Regions from separate parts of the Mus musculus genome. Here all the other regions are linked to region 1. The links are chromatin contacts, called in public Hi-C, HiChIP or PLAC-seq and promoter capture Hi-C maps. All regions are on one chromosome and are shown on one strand. The core of a region is the stretch at or near the end of the contact, and the rest is flanking DNA. Distances in the headings are between cores, read along the strand shown.

Region 1 (3,966 bases), core at 610-3,109:
TTTGAGCTACATATGTTCCTAAAATATTCTAGGAAAGTGAGCATAACCCAGCCTATCTGTGAGGGTCGGGAGTGTGGTCCAGCACCAGGGAGTTTACCTGGGTTCCATTCCCAGCATCCCTGAACAACAACAACAACAAACAACAACAACGGACCCCCTCCCAGCACTTCCAAACAACAACAGGGCCCCTCCTCTGACATTCAGAGATACCCCCTCCTCCTTTTCATGAATTTTCTAGCTGAACATATTTTCAGAATTCCTATATATCCGATTCTATCCCAGACCCACAAAGTGCTAATAGGCACAAGGAGACTTTCGTCTGAGAATTCTTGCATTTGCAAAAGGATGTAGGGGAAATGAAAATAGTCACTCTCCAATTGCTGAGGTGCAGCAGGCTCTGGATTGCTTAGACTGGGGTCCATTTTATACTGACACCTGTGTTGCATCGTCCCACAGCTGCACACCCTTTGGCCTAGAATGGCCTCTGCACAAGATCTTTTATTCTATCTATCTATCTATCTATCTATCTATCTATCTATCTATCTATCTAGTTTTGTAACAGACCTCCCAATTGTGGTTTTGCAGTCCAGATAATTGCTCCTTTAGGAAGTAGAACAAGGAAGACCACACAGCAGCCTCTGGTGTGCAAACCATTCATTCCTCAGCTCTAGGTCTCAGTTCTAGGTCTATTCCTGGCTGTACAGAGACTGAAGGCTGCTGACTTTCTAGAAATATCTTCAGAGGGGTTCCTACACCAGAAAAATGGGGCTCTGCACGGCACCCAAAAGGGTAATATTCTGAGTGCCAGGGATAGACCAGAGCTCTGTCCTGACAGAAGCCAGGGAGAAGTAACAAGGTGGAGGGATACATTAGGGGTATTCTGGGTACTAGAGATAGAGGATGGATGAGAGGCTCTACACTTCTCTACCTGGCCCAAGGGCTCAGCCTCCGCAGGCAAATGCTGCAGCCGAGTCCTGTCTCCCTTAGGAGATCCCAGGAGCCTCACCATCTTGGTAAAGGGATCAGCTGTATCAATTGATGTGGACCTATTATGAGTGGAATCACCAGTGGGTTCCTAGTCAAACCACAGGCCAGCCCTGTCACTGAGAACTGTCCCCTGAGCTGGCACCGCCAACTGTCTTCCCCTCAGTGCCAATTCCACCTCCGGCGCCGAGGCTACAAAATCTCAGAGGAACAGAGCAATAAGGGTCTTACGCATCTCTGTACATTCCATCACTCTTTGGCTGGTGGGCTCGGTGAGCGAGGGCGAAAGGGTTCTGAGCTCTCTCGGGACGAGTGAGACAAATACATAGCCCAGATGTCACCTTCAGTCCCGAGAGAGTTTTCCGGGAGAGCTTGTAGTGGGGGAGGGAGGCAGCCCCTGGGCTAAGATCCAGCCCAGCTGGGCAGGTGGTCACAGCTGCGGGGATGTGGAGGGGCGTGCGGGGCGCGACACTCACGTCCTCTTGAAGACACCCCCGAGGGCGCTGCCCAGCAGGAGGCAGAGCTGCTGCGAGAAGAAGACCCAGGAGATCTGGGGCAACGAGCTGTGCGTCTGGCAGCGCAGGTCCAGAAGCGTGGGCCCCAGGAAGGCGATGCACAGGCCGAAGCTGAAGAAGACGCTCCAGTAGGTGAGCGTGGGCTGTAGGTTGCGGCGGAGCAGCTCAGACACCCGGCCGTCGCAGCCCATGGCTCGGCCGGCAGCTCGCAGCGAGCCCAGGGCCGAGTGCCGCGGCCAACCGGAGGCCGGGCGGGGAGGAGAGGAGAGGAGGGGAGCGCCGCGCGGCTGCCCCGCCCTCGGCCAGCGCGGGGACGCCTGGAGGTCCGGGGCGTCGCGGACGCACGTGTCCCGCCGCCGGGACCGCCCCGCCTCGCTTCACGTTCCTGGGGGCCCCACGTTGGTTAATTCACCCGGGAGCGCGACCCGCCAGCTAGTGCTAAAGGCTCCTCGCGCCCTACACCGCGCAGCCTTTCAGCCTGGCGATCTGAATCCACATCACTTGGTCTTGGGGTGCTGCCGTTGGACTTCGAGGGTCTGCCAGCGCGGCTCTCTACCTCCCATGCCCTACTCTCTAAAAGCAGTCCTATCTGTACATGACTTTCTTGTGGCTTTCATTTGGAACCTCAAGGGGTCCGGTACACTGTCATTTGGAAAAACAAAAGCAAAAACACCAAACACTCCCAGAAACTTGGACATTCGTTTTACTGCTTTTAGGTGCTGGGATTGACCCCAAGGCCTATAACATGCTAGGCAAGTATCCCCAGTCCTAGAAATTTAGGTCTTCTCCATTCTATGCTTTGGGGTGCGGGGGTATCACCCTGCACCTGTTCCATCACAGGTGAGGAAGGCAGTAAGGCCAAGCTCTGTTTAGGGTTCTATTTCTCCTTCCCAATGCAGTGAGGGAGGGCAGGAACCCCAGGACTCGCAGAGGAATTCTGAGATGATCCTCCAGGCAGAGTTCTCTTCCCACTTGAAAATGCCTTGACAGGGTGGAGGGGTTGTTTACACTCCAAGACCCTGATACCGACCCGACACCCCCACAGCCCTGGACAGTGGTGTATGGTCCTGCTCCTGAGGGAGTTAGGATCCGGTGCCCACACCAGAACCTAGGAGCACAGCAGTTAAGGACCTTCAGTGTCTCCTTTGCCAAGTGTCTTAATAGTGCTGGAGGTTGTGACATCGTGCCCACAGAAGTGTTTGGCTGGGTGACCCCATGATACCTTGGCGTGAAGTGGAGATAATCAATTTCCTGAGCAGGGACACTACCTCAGAGTGCTACCCCATACCTGTCCTGGACTGTGCATCAGAGGAAGGCTCCAGTTTAAGAGTCCCTCTGGCTCATTTACTCCATGGGTGATGGCATAGACTAATTTAATGGCAGTAAAGGTGGGATTTATAGTACATGAAATAAGGTACAAAGTTATCACCTGAAAAAAATATAATCATTAGCCACTGCTGTGAAGTTCTAGAGGAACAGCAGCTCAGAGATGGGAAGGGTGACCTGGGGCTCAGACCCTTATCTCCTCCCAATTATCCCTGTGGTAGGTAGCTTGATAGCTTTCTTCTGTTGATGGAGACTTGCTTGCCGTTTACTTTTCATTTCTTAAAACATCGTTTTTAGATTTGTCTATTTTATGTATGCTTCACCTGTCCGTATTTATGTCTGTGCACCATGGGCATGCCTGGAGCCTATGGAGGTCAGAAGATGGGGTTAGATTGCCTGAAACTGGAATTACAAATATTCGTGAGCCACCATGTGGGTGCTGGGAATCGAATGTGTGTCCTCTGCAAGAGCAGCCAGTGCTTTTAACTGCTGAGCCATCTCCGCAGCTCCTGCTTGGCCCACTCCCATTGTGCATCAGCTGTGGGGAGGATGAGTCTTGCACTAAACTGAAATGTTCCTCCTTGTAACTGTTCCCCAGAGCTTCCCACTCGGCACCTGTTAGCTCCTCCCTCCGCCACATGATCTGCATGCAGGGACTTCACAATGCCATCTGGACACAGGGATTTTATGTCTCCAGGTAGAGTACCTGGAACCTTTGTGATTTTTCTAGATGATGCATACCAGCAACATCGCCCTACTGTCTGGCTTCTCGGCCACAATGGCGATGAGCCTGGTAACAGTGATGCAGCCCCAGTCTGGCCTGGGAATCGTTTCTAGTTTGATCTGAATAGTTGACTTTCAGAGACTGACACTTCCAATATATTGCTTTTTTTTTTGGCAAGCTGAGCAATTTGTGCTAAATAAAAGCCAAAAGCTTTAAAATGTTTAAAATAAAGACCCAGTAATCTGTATTTTGCCCTCTTCTCCCTACCTCTCCACCCCTTCCCTTTCTCTTCCTTTTTTCTTTCCATTTTGTTTGTTTGTTTGTCTGTTTTCCCATTTGGTTCTAAAGACCAAACTCAGGGCATTATCTATTCCATGCTACATGCATGTTGTCACTGAGCTAAATCCCCAGCCTTCC
Region 2 (3,966 bases), core at 666-3,165, 350 kb before region 1:
TGGACAGAACGAACTTTCAGGGTCTTCAATGGTCAGGTTCATACCTCATGCCTTCCACAGACATTCCTGTCTCCACAGAAGTCTTCTTTCCTGAGTTCCAAGCAGATCCGAGGTGTCAATCTCTAGGAAGCCAGTCAGGGGGTAATAACTGGGGGTCTGGGGGCTCTGTCTGCACCCGCCTAGCTCTGAGGTATAAAGCAACTTACTAAGGACAGCAGTCACAGGAACAATGAGCCCTGCATCCTTCAGAGATGAACACTGTGCCCCCGTCACACATTGGTGTGGCTCTCCTGAAGTCAGACTGTGGAGGGATGTGTGTGGGGAGGTGTGCATTCGGCAGCACGATGAACATAAGGACCATATCTAAGGGTACGCAGCAAATAGTATGTGTTTCCATTGTTTATATCCTTTATGGGACAATAGTCCCTCTTGGTCAGTGATACCAGTCTCAGTTACCCATGGTCAACTGTGGACCAAAAATATTAAATAGCAAATCCCAGAAATAAATAACTTACAACTTTCAATGCACGTGTCATTTGAAGGAGTGTGGTGAACCGCTGCGCCATCCTACCCAGGTCAGTTGCCTTTGCTCTATTCTGTGCATCTAATCCAGCAGTTACTTTGTAGCTGTCTCAGATGTATCAACTGCCATCATTCCAAATGCCTCTATTAATAGTAACCAAAGTTACGCCACAATACCCATGTCACTATCTCATCACTGAGATACGCCATCATCTCATGTTGTCACATGAGGATAAGGTCGGGAACAGTACAGTATCTTTAGAATATGCATTTATAGCCTTTTATTACTTGTACAGACTCATGGTCATTTAATTTATTGTCAATTATTGTCCATCTCTTGCTGTACCTAATTTATTCATTATACTCTGTCATACGCTTGTGTGACTAGGAGGAAACATAGCACCTGGGGGCGGGATTAGTACTATGTAACTTTAGATATCTATGGGGGAGGGGGATGTCCAGGAGTTTCTTTGGACGAGAAGAGACTATGGTGTTTGCTTTTTAATTTTTTAAAAAAAAAAATCTATGTCAGCATAATTGGCATGTCAACGATGTTAAAGTGTAGGCAGTAAAAGCCACATCATTTCATTTCCAGGGCCCCGTAAAAAAGTGAGATTGTTCAAAAATTAAGACTTCAAGACAGCAATAACAGCATCCGACATTGGAGGTGAACCCTCCTGAGGACTCACCTCCCCGTGACGTGGTCCTGAGAAAGCAGTGAGCTTTCAGCTCAAACAACAGAGCTCTGGCCCGACCCTGCTGGACACACTGTAGCCTGAAGGGAAGGCTCTGCCACAGCCTTAAAGCACATGACATAGATTCTGTGTCCTCTTTAGAGTCATAGCACAGACTAAATATTCCAAATGGAAGCAGGGACCTGTGGGCCTGGAGACTCACAGATATCCTATTACAACTGGGAGATGTGCTGACCAATCCCCAGGGCAGAGTGAGCTGAGCTGACAACCAGACCCACAGTAAGGGTCCCTGCGAGCCACTGTAGCCCAACCATGAGTCACCCTGAGTTGGAGACTGGCCCTTAGCATCCATGCCAGCAGGCACAGGAACTTCACCCCACCACAGCGACATCTAAGTTGGGCGCGGTGGCAACATATCCCAGGCCCTCTTCATAGTCATCCCTTCAAGAAAAAGACCCCAGTCAACAGGATTCTATTGATCGGGCTCACCACAGCCTCGCTCAAGTGGAGCACCCTTGGCTGCTGGTCAACGGAGAACTCAGATCAGGACTCCCCGCAGCATGTATCCTTGGGGCTCGGGAAAAGAACAAAGCCAAATCTTATCACCAAACAAAGCAGGCTTGGACGTTAGGCCCTGCCCTCAGGGACTTGGGAAAATGCCCATTTCTGCTGCCGTTTGCTCCCACATAACAGAGCTTTTCTACTGCTGCCTGGTGGTTGGGCTGTCTATCCCTCGGCCACAGACAGCTTCTCAGGCTCTGCTTGCAGTCCCACACCGGCCTCTGGCACCCAAGAGCAGCCTTGTGTGCACTCTCTCTGTGCACATCACAGTGACCAACAGCAGCAGCTCGACTGGGACAGGAGAGCCACAGATGAGGACTTCTGTGGCTTTCACTTACCCTCGTCTCCCTCCCCCTGCTCCAGAGCAGTGCTGGGGAGCTGTTGGTTAGACACAGGTAGCTCTGGGATGAGTAGCGCCCACTACTGTTCGCTATGCTTCCTCTCCATGAAGACAGGGCCTGCTCTAGTTTTTGTTTTGAGAGAAGGGGTGCTTTTTGTTGTTTTTTATGGGGAGGGGGCTGATAGGTTTGTCTTTTGTTGTAGTTATTGATGCGCAGCCTTGAACTTGGTATTCTTCGGCCTCAGGCTCCCAGTTGCTAGGGTGGGCGTGTTTTGATTCACCGCACTCAGCTTTACAGACTGGCGGACAGTAGGGGATGGATGAGTTTTAGTGGACTACTGCCCATCTATTCTTTAAATAAATACATAAATGGATTTTACTAAGACCAAAACCTCATCACTTTTTTTTTTCACCATTTCCATTCTTTTGAGAATTTCATGTACTTATAAAATGTGCTTTGATGAAACCTGACCCCATTCCCTCCCTTTCCACACCTCCCCCATGTCCCACCCCCACATTTCCCTCACAACTTAATGTGTTCTCCCTTTAGCCTCCTTGGAGTCCATCTAGGGCTGCCTGCATATGTATAGGTGTAGATGCATCTACTGGAGCACGGGCAACCTCCCTCTTAGTAGCTGCATCCCTGGAGAAAACTAACTCCACCCCTCCACTCAGCTGACTGCCAATAGCCCTTCAGCTAGTGATGGGATTTCATGAGTCCCACCCCCACCCCAATCCTTGCTGGGATTTTAGCTGGCCTGATCTTATGTAGTCACAGCCCTGCACACAGCTATTCTTTTTTTTTTTTTAAGATTTTTTTTTCAATGTATATGAGCACACTGTCACTATCTTCAGACACACCAGAAGAGGGCGTCAGATCCCATTACAGATGGTTGTGAACCACCATGTGGTTGTTGGGAACTAAACTCAGACCTCTGGAAGAGCAGTCCGTGCTCTTAACCGCTGAGCCATCTCTCCAGCCGTTTAAGAACACAGTTGTTCTTAATCCAGGGTGTACTGGAATTCAGCAGCAAAATCATGTATATAATACCTTATGTAGTCTACCATAGAAAGTTTGCATAACAACTTCTACATAAGGAGAATTTAGGAGGATAAGTGAGAAATTAGTAAATGTGGGTTACCTTTCATGGGAAAGTCTGGGCAGGCAGGATCAAGTCTTTCCAAGGTATAGGCCTTCATTTTGAACTCCCAGGTCTTTAAATGTATTACTCAACCAACAATTAAAAGGAAGGGAAATGACAATTGGTAGAAGAGAGGGAGAGAGAGAGGAGGGGAAAGAAGTAGAGAGAAGTGTGATCAGGACCCACCAGGACTTAGCCTTGATGCCAAGGCTGATGGGCTGAATTCTAATTAGGGGGAGGGGAAGCACAAATCTCCAGGCCCATGTGCTGTGGCACAAATGCCAAGCTTCCATCCAGGTGAGAGCACCACAGTCATTCTTGGCTCTCCTGGGTCAGAGTCTTTTAAGGGTCAGTCAATAACAGCACGTGTTCCCAGCCTCAGAGGCTCAGCTCTGAGATAAACTATCAAAAGTGTGCCGTGCTCGGTGAATTACCGTGTCAATGGTACACTTAGCTATCTCCCAAGGTTAGTCTCGGAACTTTCTAGTCACTCAGAACCTTGGAGCCCCCTTAACTAGGCAACTACGCTCAACGTGCTTCAAAAGAATTTCCTTCAGTTGTGTTTGGTTTTCTTTTGAAAGGTTTGTTTACTTTCCATGGGTGAGTATTTTTGCCTGTGTGTGTATGCACCGTATGTGTGCCTAGTGCCCGTGGAGATCAGAAGAGGGACTCAAATCGCCTGGAACTAGAGTTGCAACTGGCTGTG
Region 3 (3,966 bases), core at 810-3,309, 350 kb after region 1:
CTAGGTGACTAGGAGACAGGAATAGAAAAACTAAGGGAGATTTAGTCTTCCTCATACCATTTGTACCTTCTGACATGTCTTCCTCTTCTTCTTCCTCATTCTCCTCCCCCTCTCCCCTTTCTCCTGCCCCAGAGGTCGTAACTCTGTAGCTAAGTCTGGCCTGGCCTGGAACTTGATATGGAATTCAGGCAGATTTTGAACCTCACCATCCTCCTGTGTCAAACACTAACTTAATTTTTTTTAAGATTTAGTTTTATTCTGTATATAGCTGTTTTGCCTATGTGTCTGTACACCATGTGTGCAGTGCCCACAAAGACCAGAAAAGGGCATCATGTCTCTTGTTTTTGGCTACCATATGGGTGATGGGAATTGAACCTGGGACACCCAGGAAGAATAGTCAGAACTATTTGTTTATTTATTTAATGTATCTGAGGGCACTGTCGCTCTCTTCAGACACACCAGAAGGGGGCATTGGATCCCATTACAGATGGATGTGAGCCACCATCTGGTTGCTGGGAATTGAACTCAGGACCTCTGGAAGAGCAGTCAGTGCTCTTAACTGCTGAGCCATCTCCCCAGCCCCCAGTCAGAGTTCTTAAGCATTGAGCCATCTCTCCAGCCTTCTCCCAATTATTTCTAAAATATAAAGTACTAATAAAGACTAGTTTTGTGATGTCGAAATGAGGTCTAGTTATGTAGCTTAGGGTGGCCATACCCTTGGGATTACCCTTCCTTGGGCTCCTGAGCGATGGGATTACAATTGTGTCTTCCCATGTGTATCTCATGCAGATAGATTCTTCCTCCAACCTAAGGTTTCTCTCCACTGATCCCCTAACTAGAAATCTTTGTGATGACTCATCCTGCATTGCTTTGTTAGAATAGAGACAGGGTCTCACTATGTATGTAGCCTTGTCCATTCTGGAACACACTCTGTTGATCAGGCTGGCTTTGAACTCACAGAGACCTTCACGCCTCTGCTTCCAGAGTACTGAGTCTAAAGGCATACACCACCACACCCAGCCCATGTTCTATTTTTAAATAGTGCTCTTACACTATCAACCTTTTTTTTTTTTTTAATTTCCATTTGTGTTCTCACTTCTGTTTTACCAAGCCTTTTGGAAAGCAAGGGGAATACAACTTTGCAAAGAAGAGAAATGGCCAGAATGTGCAAAGGGAGGCGTAAATGGGAAGGAACACAGGGCTCCTTTTTTGCAGCTAGCCTACCTTAAAGTGCAGGCTCATTTGAATGCGTGATCTTTTAAAAAGTGCAACAAGTTACAGGTTAAAGCCTTCACATTTCACATTGAGCCCAAGTTACTCAAAGTTCAATCAGGTGAAGAGGTGACTGGTGTCAAGTTCTGTCCCGTTTGTGGCTTGTGTGTCATGGAGTCCGTGACAGTCTGCGTCGATGGAAGTCTGGCACACTGACAGAAGCCTTGTTAAGATAATCAGTTTAGAAGGCTACTAACTTCAACTTCCCCTTACCCCTGCCGACTGTACAAGAAATCAACTGTCCTTTCTCTTAGGTCTCACCCACCCTTTCACACCCCTACCCCCTTTCCACATCTAGAGCAGGAAAAAAAAAAAAGAAAGAAAGAAAGAAAGAAAGAAAGAAAAGAAAAGAAAAAGTAGACTGTAACACAAACAGTAGAGTTTTCACTATTCTCCGGGTATTTTCAACCAATTCTCTATTATCTGTTGTAACCATTTGGGGTAACCACAGACATATTTTGTCCTCGGCCTTATTTCCTTCTACTTATTAAAATCTTTCTTTCTCCTAGATTTGAGGTACCCCATTTCTGCCGGGGTTCATACTCTGCGGGTTCTGCCTTTCCTTAGGAATTCGTGTACAGTGCAAGAACACCTTTTAAACGAGAAGAGTGTAAGCACAGGGATCAGTAGGGTCCACCCGCTAGCTTGCTTCCCTGTGGGCGTTGTGGCATTCCACCCAGCCCAGACTACAAGTCCCAGGAGCCCGCGCAGCGACGGTGCCTCTGTGAGCTCGTCCCTGGCTCCGCTGGGGAGCGGAGTAAGGTTCTGGCCGGAGCCAGGCGCTCTGGCTGCTCAGCCGCGGCAGTGACGGAGGCTGGAGGCCGCGCGGAGCGCCGGCAGGGGCGTCGGGAGGCGGATTCCGCCTTCTCTGAGCGCTAGGGGGCGGGAGGAGGGGGCCGGGCCAGCGGCTCAGCCAGCCGCGAAGACAGCTGGCTGAGCGATGGAGGCCGACGGGCAGTCATGGGCCGGCGAGTCCGTGTCGGGCCCGGGTCCCGGAGGCGGCGGAATGATCCGCGAGCTGTGCCGGGGCTTCAGCCGCTACCGCCGCTACCTGGGACGGCTGCGGCAGAACCTGCGAGAGACCCAGAAGTTCTTCCGCGACATCAAGTGCTCCCACAGCCACAGTTGTCCCTCCTCCCCCGCGGGCGGCGGAGCGGCCGAGCTTGGCCCTGCCGGCGACGTCGCCGAAGCCCCGCTGCCGGCGGGTAAGGACAGGCCCGATGGAGAGAGGAAAATCGGAGGGTGGCATCTCCGTCAGCAAAACAACTCCAGGAGGAGGCGGCCAGTAGGAGAGGGCCGCGGGGCGGCGCGAGGCCTGGGCCTCGGGGATCTTAGATGAGGTGGGAGGATACCCTGGGGAGAGGTGGCAAGGGCTCGAGACCGGGAGGCAGAATTCGAAAAGGCTAAGCGGAGAGGTGAGAAAGTTGCTTTGAATTGGGGTGCTTGGTATGGGGACCGAGTCCCCGGTTAGGTGTTAGGTTGGGTGTTTCTGAAGTCTCTGGGCGCCTTCGGACTGCACTGGTATGTGAGTGTGTGAGCGCGCGGGGTTTGGGTGTGTAAAGTGCTTGCAATCCAGTCAAGAGGCAGCCCTGCGAAGATGTCCTCTAAATAGGATTTGGAGTTGCCAAAGAAAAGGATATTTAATGGGTGTTAGAAATTAATTGGTCAGAGATGTTACTTATGGTGAAGGAGTTAAGAAATGTTTTGTTGTTGTTTTTGTTGTTGTTATTGTTGTTGTTGGGAGTGGAGTGGAGTGGGGCGGCCCTGAGCCCTTGAAAAACTTGCCCTTCTTGACTTGATTCCCCCCTCTCCTCCAACCCCTCGGGATGTATCAGAGGCCTCAGATCACTTTAAATACTGCAAGATCTTTGATCCTCCTTGAACTGCAATTGGTGGGGAACTAGAGGGTTTAACTTTTACCACCTTCTCCTTAGGAAGTTGATGAGAGAAGCCACTGACTTTCCATGTGGGTAGGTAGACGGGGCACAACCTAACAGCAGGTATGTCCTTGGTTTGCCTTTAGTGATTCTCGAGCTGCAGTGTAGATTAAAATAACCTCAGGAGTGTATTAAAAATGCCATGTCTCAGGTTGTGTCTTATGGATTCTGGCTGTGTAACCATGGTGGGGGGGTCCTAAGAGTCTAATTTAGCAAGTCAAAGATATTGGAATCTGATACAGGTGTTTTATTATCACTTAAGGTGAACTTGTGAGTTGGACCCTATACTCTTTGTTGCATGTTTAAGAACGTTGTCTGAGACTACAGAAGGGGGTGTTTAAAGACATGCTGGTAAGTCCTGATAGGGCCCTCAATGGTACTGTTCTATTGCCCAGGATAGCAATTTAAAGAGCCCTTGTTTTGGGTCAGCATGATAGCTTAGCTGGTACATGTACCTGCTGCCAATCCTGATGCCCTGAGTTGACCAGGAGAGAACCTACTCTTGAAAGTAGTCTGCTGACCTCCACATATAGGCCACTGTGCATACACACATGTGTGTGCACTCGCACACACACACACACACACACACACAGAGTATAGGTATTTTAAAAAAAAATTTTTTTTTTTTTTTTGAGACAGTGTTTCTCTGTGTAACCTTGGCTGTCCTGGAATTAGTTCTGTAGACCAGGCTGGCCTCGAACTCAGAGATCTGCTTGCCTTTGCCTCCCTGTGCTGGGATTACAGGTGTGCACCACCA
Region 4 (3,966 bases), core at 612-3,111, 270 kb before region 1:
GTTTTAATGATTGTGTCTAAGCGGTCCATAAAGCAAAAAATGCCTCTAACCTGTATGACCCTTGCCCCGGGAGAGATGCTTCTGAAAATGCTGGAGGCTAGTGTCCATGTTCTCACTCCCCTAAACTGGTTAGTTTGGCCCAACTGCACCCAATGTGCTTGATCACATGTGGGTGGGAGGTGCATGGGCAGGATTATTGCAGAATGCACGCCTGCCACATTTGGATGTAGCCCTTACTAAACTCACTAGAACACATACATGCACACACGAGAGCGTGCACACGCATGTGCACACACACACACCAGACAAAGACTAGTTGGGATAAGAGGTTATCAGTGGATGTGTGTGTGTGTGTGTGTGTGTGAGAGAGAGAGAGAGAGAGAGAGAGAGAGAGAGCGAGAAGAACAGCTTAGGAATAAATTTAATCAAAATATATACATGAATAAAGTGTACTAATGAAACCTGTCTAGAGGGACAGTACTGTGTTTCGTTTTCTCTGTCAATTAAAGAATTAAAAGGAAGATCTATTTTCAGAGTTCTAGTAGGACCATCATATTACACCCGAAAAATCAGAGCCCCTCTTGGGGTTCTTGGTGTCGTTAATAAAAGAATTTGAGAACCATCACAAATGGAAGCTTGAGGACAAAGAATACACTCTAACAGAAACTGGGGGACAGTTTGTTGGACTTTAAAAGGAAAACCCCCAGGGCAGGCAGGCTTAACCCTCAAAGCTTTGGGGAAGGGACCTGTAGCACTGGATTAGTTCTTTTTTTTTAATTGGTTATCTTATTTATTTACATTTTCAAATTTCAAATGTTGCCCCTCCCCTTGCCTGGTCTCCCCTCCCATTGATGCCAGACAAGGTCATCCTCTGCTACATGGGACCTCTGGACCCCTCCATGGCTCTTTAGTTGGTGGTTTAGTCTCTGGGAGCTAAGGGGGGTGGGGTCCAGTTAGTTGATACTGTTGTTCTTCCTATAGGGTTGCGATCCCCTTCAGCTCTTTCAGTCCTTCCCCTAACTCTTCTACTGGGACCCCTGTGCTCAGTCCAATGGTTGACTTTGAGTATCTGCATCTGTATTATTAGTCAGGCATTAGCAGAACCTCTCAGGGGACAGCTATACCAGGTTCCTGTCAGCAAGCGCTTCTTGGCATCAGCAATAGTATCCAGTTTAGTGTCTGCAGATGGGATGGATCCCTAGGTAGGGCAGTCTCTGGATGGCCTTTCCTTCAGTCTCTGCTCCGTTTTTTGTCCCTGTATTTCCTTTAGACAGGAACAATTCTGGATTAAAATTTTTGAGATGGGTGAGTGGCCCCAACCCTCAATTGGGGGCCACGCCTATCTACTGGAGGTGTTCTCTACAGGTTCTATCTCCCTTTTGTTGGATATTTCGGCTAATGTCATATCCATTGGGTCCTGGGAACCTCTCGCTTCCCTGGTGTCTGGGACTTTCTAATGGCTACCTCCAGTTCCCCCACCACCACCACTGCTACATATTTCTATTCATTTTCCCAAGGACACAAGGTCACATCTTGGCATGCTAAGAAAAGGTTCAAAACAGGAGCAAACTCGTCGGGGCTGGTTTGTCAAAGCACTACCTATCAACAGACACACTGTTGCAGTTTATGATGAAATTAAAGCTATAACACACACACACACACACACACACACACACACACACACACCTTTGCTCTCATGTAGTAAATGCCAGAACAAGAGCAGGCTAGTCCTGACCCTTGTCTAGAGGGCAGCAACTCAAGGGCGGGTCGCTCGATTGATTGGTTGGTTGCTGTCCAGGTCAATCAATGATTGGTCAGCAGCGAGTCATGCTTTAGGCTATTAGGTCCAAACTCTAGCCCGACTGGTGGCTTTTGGGGAGAGACATGGCTGAGCTACTTGCTAGCTTGCCCGCCTGGGCAGCTGTGCTCCTTCTCTTTTTCGCTACGGTCTCCGGATCCACTGGCCCTAGAAGCAGGGAAAATCGGGGGGCGTCCCGGATCCCTTCCCAGTTCAGCGAGGAGGAGCGTGTCGCTATAAAAGAGGCGCTGAAAGGTGAACCTCCGCCCCCTTGTTCTCAGATCTGAGTCCCTCAGTCCCAGAGGGCCTACCTCCCTCTGCTGAGGGACGCGGGCGGGCCCAGCCAGCGTTCTGCAAGCTTTCGGGACACTGTGCACTGGTCTAGCACTTGCGTCGGTAATCCCTTGCCTAGCCTAGAGGCTCCAGCTTCTCTCCTCTCAGCACTGTTGGCATCCACCCTACCCCTGTCTGCCTCCAAAAAGTATTTGTAGCACTTTCAACTCTAAATCTTTTAACCTTTTCAATCTCTGCGGTGCCTTAAAACAAAACTGTTTGGCTTCGTTAAATGATCTTCCCCAGGACTCCCTCAAGGACAAAGCTCTGGATAACATTGTAGAGTCAGTAGGACTCGCTGGCTCTGAAGAGAATGAATTATTCCTGGGGTGTATGTAATATGTAAGTAGTTCTCCCCTAAAACGGACTTAACAAGGCAACTAACTCATTGGACTTTCAGGAGAAAAGAGCATTTGTGCAGGCTGGTGGGACGGACGCCTTGTCAACTTCTCTTTTCTGTTCATTAAGTAGTGGATTCATTAAAAAAAAAAACTGCCTACACAAACATATGCAAGTCAACACAGTGATCAAATGCTAACCCTTAGTGGAAGATGGATTGTGCACATAGTGAAGTGAGATGCCTGGGAATAGTTTTCCCAGAGCATTGGGCAAATAGTCCTCTGCAAGCTGGTTGGTTGCCATCATCTGTCTATTTTTCTTCTTCTCTTTCTCTTTCTTTCCTTCTTGTTCTTTCTTCTACTACTTCTTTTTCTTCTTTTTTTTTCCTCCTCCTCCTCCGCCGCCTCTTCCTCCTCCTCCGCTTTTCTTCATCTTCTTCATCTTCTTCTCCCTGTCTCCCTCCCTCCCTCCTCCAAAGTTCTGGGATTACAGCTGTGCACCACCACATTCAGCTATGGTTTCAGACTTTTATCAGAAACACTCAACCTCTATCAACCTTAATCGTCTGTCTCTGACCACTGAATCCCAACAGGTGCCATCCAGATTCCCACAGTGTCTTTCAGCCACGAGGAATCCAACACCACAGCCCTTGCTGAGTTTGGAGAATATATCCGCAAAGGTCAGCTACAAACTAAGGGCTAAGGGTGGCAGACATACACTGGAGACTTTGTCCTTGATGGGCAATAAGGAAATATATTTTGCCATTAATAGAAGACAGTCACCTGCTCTGGGGTTGCCTTTTACTTTGTACATAGGATATATAAAGGGGTGAATCCAAATATTCCACAGTGGAGTATAAAGTGAGAACTATAGGTTAGCTTTTGAAGAACTAAAACTGGGAACTAACTGTGGGTTTGGGGTTTGACGCGCCTACATTTTCCCTAAATATGTATCAATTAACGAACTCTACCATTAACAGGTAACACAAGGGATTCACTCTCTTGTGCAAATGTCTAGAACTCTGTTCCAGCACTTCCACCCCTGTTACCATACACATACATGTGGCATGCAGGCACTATGTCTAGTGGGCTCCATTTACAGTAATTATTAACACACTCCTAAGGCCTGCCAGTAATGTGACTAATCTGCCCTGAGAACATCCATACCTGCATACAGAAGTATGGCTGGACAGAACCATTTTTATCTCCACAAAACACAGGGTGGAATGCACTTTTCTTTCTTAATGATAGCATCATTTATAATAACCTAAAATGGAAACAACCACGTATTCATCATTACACAAATAGACAATTAATGTATTCATATTATAGGTGCTGGAAAGATAAGGGCTCCGTGGTTAATTGTACTTACTGCTCTTCCAGAAAACCTGGGTTCAATTCCCAGCATCCACATGGTGATTCACAACCACCTGAATCTTCAATTCCAGGGGATCCAACACCCTCTTGGCACACACATAGTACACTAACATACAATCA

Evidence for each region. Promoter capture Hi-C pulls out the DNA fragments that hold promoters and counts their contacts. A called contact is a pair of places that touch in the nucleus more often than the background predicts. HiChIP or PLAC-seq counts read pairs in DNA pulled down with a chosen protein or histone mark.
Region 2: a contact with region 1 is called in a FOXA1 HiChIP or PLAC-seq map of pancreatic cancer cells. The contact joins the enhancer-like site here to the promoter of Mfsd4a in region 1. A contact is called at or near these places in 1 of 39 promoter capture datasets (liver), 4 of 484 Hi-C or Micro-C datasets (the N1E-115 cell line, embryonic stem cells, liver and 1 more) and 1 of 115 datasets of contacts at active chromatin or transcription factors (pancreatic cancer cells).
Region 3: a contact with region 1 is called in a promoter capture Hi-C map of embryonic stem cells. The contact joins the promoter of Dstyk here to the promoter of Mfsd4a in region 1. A contact is called at or near these places in 1 of 39 promoter capture datasets (embryonic stem cells) and 1 of 484 Hi-C or Micro-C datasets (nephron progenitors).
Region 4: a Hi-C map of bone marrow-derived macrophages shows a contact between it and region 1, with 1.7 times the contacts expected there. The contact joins the promoter of Pm20d1 here to the promoter of Mfsd4a in region 1. A contact is called at or near these places in 1 of 39 promoter capture datasets (liver) and 1 of 484 Hi-C or Micro-C datasets (bone marrow-derived macrophages).

Annotation. Positions count from the first base shown.
Region 1 is chr1:132,066,203-132,070,168 of GRCm38.p6, forward strand. Mfsd4a (major facilitator superfamily domain containing 4A) reads right to left here and starts at 1,860. Exons shown (of 10, transcript NM_001114662.1): 1 at 1,461-1,860. The coding sequence starts at 1,690.
Region 2 is chr1:131,712,941-131,716,906 of GRCm38.p6, forward strand. It overlaps Rab7b (RAB7B, member RAS oncogene family), which reads left to right. Exons shown (of 6, transcript NM_145509.3): 6 at 1-2,499. Among named protein-coding and RNA genes, the nearest start is that of Gm30104, 19 kb to the right of the region's middle. Within about 2 kb of position 1,916, at least 26 of the 459 cell types and tissues checked have an H3K27ac peak or open chromatin away from gene starts, as enhancers often do. A contact at or near this core is called in pancreatic cancer cells and stem cell-derived neural progenitor cells, where this site is marked.
Region 3 is chr1:132,415,394-132,419,359 of GRCm38.p6, forward strand. Dstyk (dual serine/threonine and tyrosine protein kinase) reads left to right here and starts at 2,060. Exons shown (of 13, transcript NM_172516.4): 1 at 2,060-2,477. The coding sequence starts at 2,213.
Region 4 is chr1:131,795,534-131,799,499 of GRCm38.p6, forward strand. Pm20d1 (peptidase M20 domain containing 1) reads left to right here and starts at 1,862. Exons shown (of 13, transcript NM_178079.3): 1 at 1,862-2,053; 2 at 3,063-3,149. The coding sequence starts at 1,885.